Regions from separate parts of the Mus musculus genome. Here regions 1 and 3 are each linked to region 2. Evidence: chromatin contacts called from public HiChIP or PLAC-seq and promoter capture Hi-C data. All regions are on one chromosome and are shown on one strand. The core of a region is the stretch at or near the end of the contact, and the rest is flanking DNA. Distances in the headings are between cores, read along the strand shown. Region 1 overlaps BC055324 (cDNA sequence BC055324). Region 2 holds the start of F5 (coagulation factor V). Region 3 has its middle 20 kb from the start of Mettl18.

What was found. Promoter capture Hi-C pulls out the DNA fragments that hold promoters and counts their contacts. HiChIP or PLAC-seq counts read pairs in DNA pulled down with a chosen protein or histone mark.
Region 1: a promoter capture Hi-C map of the HPC-7 cell line shows a contact between it and region 2, with 5 times the contacts expected there. The contact joins the enhancer-like site here to the promoter of F5 in region 2. A contact is called at or near these places in 4 of 39 promoter capture datasets (the HPC-7 cell line, HPC-7-derived erythroid cells, embryonic stem cells and 1 more), 1 of 15 datasets of contacts at CTCF or cohesin (CD8 T cells), 1 of 484 Hi-C or Micro-C datasets (the HPC-7 cell line), 6 of 115 datasets of contacts at active chromatin or transcription factors (CD8 T cells, the HPC-7 cell line, T-cell acute lymphoblastic leukemia and 3 more) and 4 of 9 other capture datasets (adipose tissue, embryonic stem cells, liver and 1 more).
Region 3: an H3K27ac HiChIP or PLAC-seq map of the HPC-7 cell line shows a contact between it and region 2, with 8 times the contacts expected there. The contact joins the enhancer-like site here to the promoter of F5 in region 2. A contact is called at or near these places in 8 of 39 promoter capture datasets (the 3T3-L1 cell line, 3T3-L1-derived adipocytes, embryonic stem cells and 3 more), 8 of 15 datasets of contacts at CTCF or cohesin (CD8 T cells, the G1E-ER4 cell line, embryonic stem cells and 4 more), 233 of 484 Hi-C or Micro-C datasets (the 3T3-L1 cell line, 3T3-L1-derived adipocytes, the 63-12 cell line and 117 more), 35 of 115 datasets of contacts at active chromatin or transcription factors (the 230-238 cell line, CD4 single positive thymocytes, CD8 T cells and 23 more) and 5 of 9 other capture datasets (adipose tissue, bone marrow-derived macrophages, embryonic stem cells and 2 more).

The regions. Positions count from the first base shown.
Region 1 is chr1:163,973,921-163,976,620 of GRCm38.p6, forward strand. The region is part of intron 10 of BC055324 (cDNA sequence BC055324); the gene reads right to left. Among named protein-coding and RNA genes, the nearest start is that of BC055324, 20 kb to the right of the region's middle. Within about 2 kb of position 1,366, at least 22 of the 459 cell types and tissues checked have an H3K27ac peak or open chromatin away from gene starts, as enhancers often do. A contact at or near this core is called in the HPC-7 cell line and bone marrow-derived macrophages, where this site is marked.
Region 2 is chr1:164,150,512-164,153,211 of GRCm38.p6, forward strand. It overlaps F5 (coagulation factor V), which reads left to right and starts at 1,324. Exons shown (of 25, transcript NM_007976.3): 1 at 1,324-1,609. The coding sequence starts at 1,452. Gm16548 (predicted gene 16548) reads right to left here and starts at 1,706. Exons shown (of 3, transcript NR_037987.1): 1 at 1,348-1,706.
Region 3 is chr1:164,013,373-164,016,072 of GRCm38.p6, forward strand. No RefSeq gene overlaps it. Among named protein-coding and RNA genes, the nearest start is that of Mettl18, 20 kb to the left of the region's middle. Within about 2 kb of position 1,394, at least 10 of the 459 cell types and tissues checked have an H3K27ac peak or open chromatin away from gene starts, as enhancers often do. A contact at or near this core is called in the Ba/F3 cell line, the HPC-7 cell line, the P5424 cell line and 1 more, where this site is marked.

The DNA of each region.
Region 1 (2,700 bases), core at 116-2,615, 180 kb before region 2:
TTACAATATACTATTATAGTGGTTCTCTTTTATTACATACAAACCCTATTAAACTATGTATAATATATGTATATATAATAAAACAAAGTAGAGAAACCAGTACCACTTATCTTTCTGGTAAAAACTGTAGGTTTTTAAAATATATTCCTCATAAATTGTGGAGTCTACTACAACATAGCACATTTAAATGTTATAAAGAAAAAAATAATCAAGGAAAATTGTAAATGTTACTTTTGTTCACCTGAATGTTGTCTCCGAGGCTTACTACTGAAGCTCACCCCTTCTATCTTTTTCTGAGCTCTGGCTGGCTAATTCAACTCAGCTGTTCTGGCTCAAGGGCTTCTCAAAGTTGCCTGAGTCAACATGTCTTCTCTCGGCTTCTGATTGAATTGCTCTACTTGGCCTCAAACTAACTCTGCCATTTGTTCTAATCTTCTGGCTCCTTATTCTCTGGCTTCAATTACCTCTGCTGACCTGCACTGAACTTCGTGAAGTCCTGAAGTAATTCAACATCACATCACTGCACTGCACTGCACTGCACTGCACTGCCTCCCAAATGACTGACAAACTACTGCACTGTCTCTTGACTGACTGAGCAGACTGACTCTCTCTTCATGCATGCTCTATAGAAAATAAGCTTTTTCCTCAGAGTTGGGCAGGGAGAACTGGGCATGGAGAGTTGGGCATATACTATCTCTGACTCATTTTGTTAAATCTTTCTCTGATTCATCACTTTTCTCCTCAAATAGATGTCATTGTTTGAGATTAATGGTGTGTATGTACTAAAGAATTACAGCCAGAAAGATTAAAGATGTGTACTAAAGGCATGTTACATTCCAGCTGTCACACAGATCTAGATCGGAGCAGTCATGTTGCTGGATTAAAACTCCTCTACAGCAAATGAACAGGAAGTTCTCTAAAATCATCTGAAGACTGGACTGTAATAAGAAACGAAAGCATATCTAGAAAAGGATGTAGAACTGAGAGACTGTTTTGTACTGAAATAGGGAAAAATAGTAGCATGTGTTACATATACATATACATATATATATATATATATATATATATATATATATATATATATATACATACACACACACACACAGACACACACACACACAGACACACACACACACACACACACACAGACACACACACACACACACACACAGACACACACACAGACACACACACAGACACACACACACACACACACACAGACACACACACACAGACACACACACACACACACACACACACACACTTGTCCAATATGAAAAGCTGACTGGTATTCTTACTCCTTGAATGTTCTAGCATTCTAAAACCAGCTGAATGAAAATGAGGAAGTCATGTGGATCCAGCTCTTTGGTGACTTCATACAGACAAGTCTTCTAGGTTCCCATGAGGTAAGAAACTGAGTGCACCACATCAGGCGCTTTGTACAAGTAACCATAATCAAAACAAAACCCCTAAAGCAGATGCTGCTATTACCTCAATTTCTAGATGAGAAAACTAACAGCTGAAAAAAGTTCTTCACTTTACACAGAACTATGCTACGCTTTGGTTTGTACTGAACTACAATAGAACTTTATGGCCAACAAGATGGCTCAGTGGATAAAGGTACCTGCATCTGGGCCCAAGGACCTGCATTTGATACCCAACACCATATGGTGGAAGAAAGAGAAAACTCCTCTGCAAATTGCCCCTTGAACTCCATACACACTGACACACACATCATCATTGCATGTGCATGCCCCAAAACAAGCTCATAAAACTAATTTAACTATCACGAGGAAAGGATCTTCTACTATTCCATGCCCTTCTGTTAACTCTTCCTGAGTCTCAGCAATTTCTTTCCATCTATCATTGTCTGTCTGATTCTGTGTTTCTTCCTCAGAGATATTCTGAGTAAAAACTTAGAGGATAAAGTCTAAAATACCACATCTAAAACATGAGTTTCTCTCATTTCTGAAATAAACACCACAAATAAAAGAGTACCACTTCAGGCTGGAGAGGTGGCTCAGCGGGTAAGACTGCTCTTCCAGAGGTTGTGAGTTCAATTCCCAGCAACCACATGGTGGCTCACAACCATCTATAGAGATCTAATACCCTCTTCTGCTGTGTCTGAAGACAGCGGCAGTGCATTCATATAAATAATAAATAAATAAATCTTAAAAAAAAAAAAAAAGAGTACCACTTCATGGCATTAACATACAAAAGCTAAAAACAAAACAAACCCTTAAAGTTATAAAAACATGTAGGTACTATGTCAATTTTTTTAAAGACTCCATTCTCTCTTCTTATGAATCTACACTAATATGTGTCAGATTATTTTATATTATCTTTCATGTCCTTAATAGTCTGTCTTTGCAACTCCGCTGACTTGATTTTAATTTGCTATTCGTCCTGTCTATTGTGCTCTATCTGCTGCTAAAGCCTCTCCAAATTAACTTTATAATTCCAAGTTAATTTCTAGATCCATCAAAATAGAACTATGTTGACACAAAATGTATAGATACAATATACATATAATTATTTGTATATGTGTATGTGCATTACACTTATATAGAAATGCTTTGGTATTTATCACCATACCAATTATTTATCAGTCACTTTAAGGAACTAGTTAAAAAACAAGTAAAGGGCACACAAACTACAGCCTTCAAAAGTGTCCGTCTCCCAGTATTTTAAACAAGTGGG
Region 2 (2,700 bases), core at 74-2,573:
AGATACAAGGGCATCTTGAAAACCTAATGAAAGGTTAGCAAAAGGAGTATATAATCTGAGCAGATTAAGTTCATGAAACGGAAAAGTCAACTGGAACCCAGAATCAGAGACAATGGCAGAAATTCTGACTTTAAAGAGCAGGGAAGCAGAAAGGGAAGGAAATCCGTGTGAGCATTCTTCCTAGTGTAGTTATGTGTGCACACATCTGCTAATTAATTACTTTTCAGTACATGGTCTCACTGCGTAGCTTAGGCTGATCTCAGGCCTCAAACTCACATTCCCCTGCTTCTAGCCCTCGTGTGCTGGGATTACAGGCATGTGCCATCATGCCTGACTCAAGAAGGGGCATTATAAACTGACTGAAGAATATCAGTGATGTGATCAGCAAAGAAACAGAAGCAGGAGTTGGGGGGAGGGGAGAAGGAAGGGAAGGGGGAGGGGTGGGGCAGGGGGAGGGAGAGGGAGAGGCTGCTGCGGAACCTGGATGGTACCAGATCACAATTTACTGGATGTGCTGGAAGCAGAAAGTCTGAGCAGAGACAAAGTTCTGGAGAATTCAGGGCAGGCCATCCTGCTGATTCAGGCATAATTCTCAGCTTTGCCACCAACAGAAAAATAAAATCTAAAACACCATGCCAAGGATACAGGAGAACGAGCAAAGACAAGATCATAGACTGTAGCTACCTAGGCCCTGGGGACTGTCCAGTTTACAACAGTTTGTCCCCTCCCAATAATAAGATCAAGGAAAACTAGAATTGCCATTCTTATTTTACAGATGTCAAAAGTATTTCTAAAGACATAGTTGGCCCCAGACCACACAGCTACTGACTATCTCAAATGAGTTCTCTAAACCCTGGTCTCGGCTACACTTGAGCTGGTGACAAGCCCTTACCAAGCGGTCTGTCCTAAGAGATTCAGACTGCTAACCTGTTGGTGGACCTGTCCTGAGGCTGTTTTCTGGTTACTGTGCAGTGCCATTTTCCTGGGATCTGAGGATGGGTGTTGGGTCTTACTAAGGCTTGCAGAAATCAGCTGACAAGCCTAAACTTTGAACCCCTACCCCATCCCCCCACCTCCACCCGCGCAGGTTAAGTGGGATTGCTGCTCCCACCTACGTTGAAGTGGGGGAAATGCTGCTTTGTGATGGGGCGGAGACCCTTGGGCACTGCTCCAGAGCCATAACCTCCAGCAGGCTTGCCCTTCCTTTCCCTCTACATTCCTTGTCTGGCATTCTCTCTAGTAAATGCCTGTGGCCACAGGGGGGAGTGACCTCAACAAGCCCCTGCCTACACTAGGCATAGAGGGAGGTAGGGTTAGACAGCCACCACAGGGGACAGGGACACTCACTGTGCCCTGCAGCTTCTTAGTCCTCCAGGGAGACAGATCAGCGCGCAACAGGGACAGAGCACTGAGCACTGTCGGTGGTGGCAGCGCGCGGCAGGACAAGGGCCATGCTCCTAGTCTGCCCGTGCTTCTTCCTCCTGGTGGTTCTGGGAACCCGCTGGGCGGGCTGGGGCAGCCACCAGGCAGAGGCCGCGCAACTAAGGCAGTTCTATGTGGCAGCTCAGGGGATCCTCTGGAACTATCATCCTGAGCCCACAGATCCAAGGTAACTGGGGGTGAAATCCAGGTGGGCTTCTTCAAGGAAGAAAATCTATTATAGTTGCAAGGGGTGGGGGTGGGCTGGGAGGAGGAGGAAAAGGAAAAGGAAGAGGAGGAGGAGGAGAGAGAGAGAGAGAGAGAGAGAGAGAGAGAGAGAGAGAGACTAATGTTGTGTGGGTGTAATTTTGTCTCTATGGACATAATTTATCATTTTGAGGATGTGGAAATTTCAATGTGAATGGTTAGCTGTGGCTTTCTTTCCAGGTGCAATCCCTAATCTGTTTTCCCCCCACGTTTGTTAGTTTAGTGTATTGATGGGTTGAAAGGACACACCTCCACAGCCCTCTTAGCCCTTCCTGTGCATTCGGCTTAAGCCTTTTGACAGTCTGCTTAAAAAAAAGAAAAAGGACCTTCTAGTTATATAATATTTATTCCTGTTAAACACAAGTTCATCTTCTAAAGAAAAAGATGTCAAAGCTGTCACCATGTACTTCATTATAAGGAGATTTTGTTGCCTTCCTATAAACGATTTTCACTGTGGGTTCAGAGGGAAGGGAAGGCACACTTGTATTTTCACTTTTCCTAGACTTACCCCTGGCTACCTAATGTGGCTTCATTTTTTCCTCTCATTTTGAGTTACTTCCTGGAATATGACTTATCCTGGGTATTTTGGTCTGCCCTGATTATTACCCATGTTAGTGAGCACATAAGGTAGTCATTCAAAGGCATGTCTAACTAAGAGGAGGCTTAAATAATATCAAACCTAACTTTGAGTTGCAGAATATATTTTGCTAACCTGCCTGCAGTTACCCAAGTCATAGATTCTACGTAGCACTTGCGACCACGAGTGTTTTTATTTTAAATGCTAAGCCTCGCTTACTGGTTGACGCATTTTTTTCCCTTTTAGTTGACATCAAAGTTTAAGTGATTGTGAAAGATGTGTTCCTCTTTTACAATTGCAAAACCAAAGCAATCAGCCAAAGAAAATAATGTAATATCTTGAAAGCAATGTGTAATGTTTTAGTATAAATGAATAATCAGCCTTTGAGTTTGCTGTTGTTGGTTCTGGGTTGTTTGGGAAGGCATTGTATTCAGTCT
Region 3 (2,700 bases), core at 144-2,643, 140 kb before region 2:
GCTTGATTTCTTGGCAAACAACTGATAGGAAGAGGATACCCAAGAAGCCAGAAGAATGACGGAGTACAGTCAGATTGGACATAAAATGATGTTCCATGTGGGAAAATCTTCCTCTTGACGAAGGCTCGGTAAAAACCTGTTATCAATCATTAGGTAGCAAACTGCAGTGTACTTCTGAACTGCCAAAAGAGCCTGGGATTAATGAGTGTGTGGAAGAAATGGGTAAGAAGGCTGATAAATGAAAGGAGAGAGAGATGGTAGCAAATGCTGTAAGCTAGCCAAGCTACACAAATACCACTGGATTTGGCAAGGGAGAGATCAAGGGGAATGTTGAAGAATGGAAGCATAAAGGGATTATGTTCAAAAGAATCTGAGAGTGGGGAACCAAGAAGTAGGAAACACATGTAACTTACTAGAATGAGGTATTTTTCCTTGAAAATAAGTAGCATTTAATAAAATGTAAGAGAAAATAAAACATAGGATGTCACCTGCTGATGGACATTCCTGCAGAAAGGACAAGGTCAGAGGAAAATGGAGAGAGGTAAACGGCCAGAGCCATGGTTTGGAGCAGCAAAGAGTTGATTGTATCCAGAGCTTAAGTGGGAGAGCCAGCCTCAGAAGAGTAATTACAAAGTGCATGGTATGGGGCGGATAAGGAAGTCCCGTTTGGACCAGAAGGAGTATGGTTTTTTTTTTTTTTTTTGGACTTCTGCGGCTTTTATTTTTGCATGTAAACCACTGGGGGGAGTGGGGTCTTGATGGTGAGCACCCTAGTGATTACACTGGAGTTCCGAGGGCTCCAGACACTAGCTGGGAAGTCAGGTGGCAGAAACAATGATTCAGACCAATCACATGATTGCAAAGCTGGGTCTCCAGCAGGGATTCTGGTGGTCAGGTGTGGATGCCTAAGGAAGCAGTGATATGGGAGGGGCACGCACTGGGCTGGCCTTGAGCTGCCTGGATGACATCAGGGACAGAGGACCTAGCAGCTGGTGGCTCCAGGGATATGAGTATGTTTTGATGTATCTGTTTTCTCAGAGATACAGGAAACAGGGTCATCACTTAAGAATGAGGGCAGTGGAGAGGACCATGGGGACCTGAGGAGACAAAAGATGATAGGAAGCAGTATCCTTAACAAGTAGGCTGAGCAGCAGGCAGCATCAAGGGGAGTACTTGACACTTGTATGCTGGTTTTTGTTTGTTTGTTTGCTTGTTTGTTTGTTTTATCAAAATCATAAATATTCAATTTTGCCAACAAAAACTCTGGAGCCAGATGCTGGGGGAAAGCCTGCTAGCTCAGAGGGAGAGAAAGCATCCAGATGACCGACCTTCTTCTCCCTGACAGGCTGAAAAAACCCCTCAAACTGAATGACCCTCCCTTCTACTTCCTGTGTGTCTCTCTATCCCTTTTCCTGTCTTCCTCTCCCCCCACCCCCCACTTCCTCTATATTCACTCCCTGTTAACTGACTGCTTGTTCCACCTCTTGACCTATGGTTGACTTGATTTAATCCTGTTTGCAATAAACAGAAAACTCTTGGATTAAAGGCATGTGCTAGGTAGGACTGAGTCACACCACAACTAGAAACAGTTTTTTCCAATAAATAACACAATCTTGGGGTTCATGGTGTGATCCAATATCCTGCAACACTTGTAATTATGAATTTGAAAGGAGCCCAGTGAGCAAGGATCTGTTGGTCTGTTTTAGGTTTTTTTTTCTTTTTCTTTTTTCTTCTTCTTCTTCCAACTATAACTAGTTGGAAGAGAATATAACTAGAACTATAACTAGAGGAGGAGGAAGGTGGGACTTAAACAGGGCTGGTATTTAGCCAAGAGAGATTAATGACCAGAAGGTACAGTACCACTGGGCAGTACTTATCCCTGGTTACACAGATTTCTCAGGGCAAGGGGAAGAAGCTGAAACCATCACACCCTGAGTGTTGACACTTGGAATATTCACATTGTGTGCATTGTTCAAGGCAAAAAACAAAGGGGGGGGGGCACAAACCAAATCAATCAATCAAACCAACAAACAGCACTTCTAACAGAGTTTAAAATATGCTTTATCCATGATAGCCTTTCATAAGAGACCTTTCCCTAACCAAACGTCCACTCATTAATGCCGCCCATCACTCTGTTGTGTTCTGACTTGCATCACGACAAGAAGTCATTTGGCTCTTGCTCGAGGGATTTTTTTTTTTTTTTAATGACACTATTCAATGTTTTGGGTTTTCCTGTATGAGAGAACTGCTGCTTCCTTGGTTTTGATTGTTGATGAGAAGAAACATAACACCAGCTCTCTGTGGACTTCTGAATATTTCCAAGCACAGGTTAACCCTTCAGCATACTTACCAAACTGCTTGTATGCACAAAGTCAGGGCTGACAGAAATAATCAACACACTTTTTCCTGATACCGAAGACCTTCAGATCTTACTGGGTAAGGAGCAAATGCTTTATCTACATAGAGAACAAGAGAAACTCGCGTCTGGGGTTTCAGAGCAAAAGCGCTGAGCTGAACGCTTAGATCGGCTCCTCGGCTATCGGTCTTGAGGTGCCAACTGGAGGTAAAAGGAGGTGGCCTTGGAGGTACTTTTGCAAGGAAGGTGATTTGACAAGGCAAGGCTGAAAGGCTAAGAGGCCGGCATCACCTTAGTCTTGTTGGGACAGTGCCCGTGAAAACAGAAGTTTAAATCAAATCACA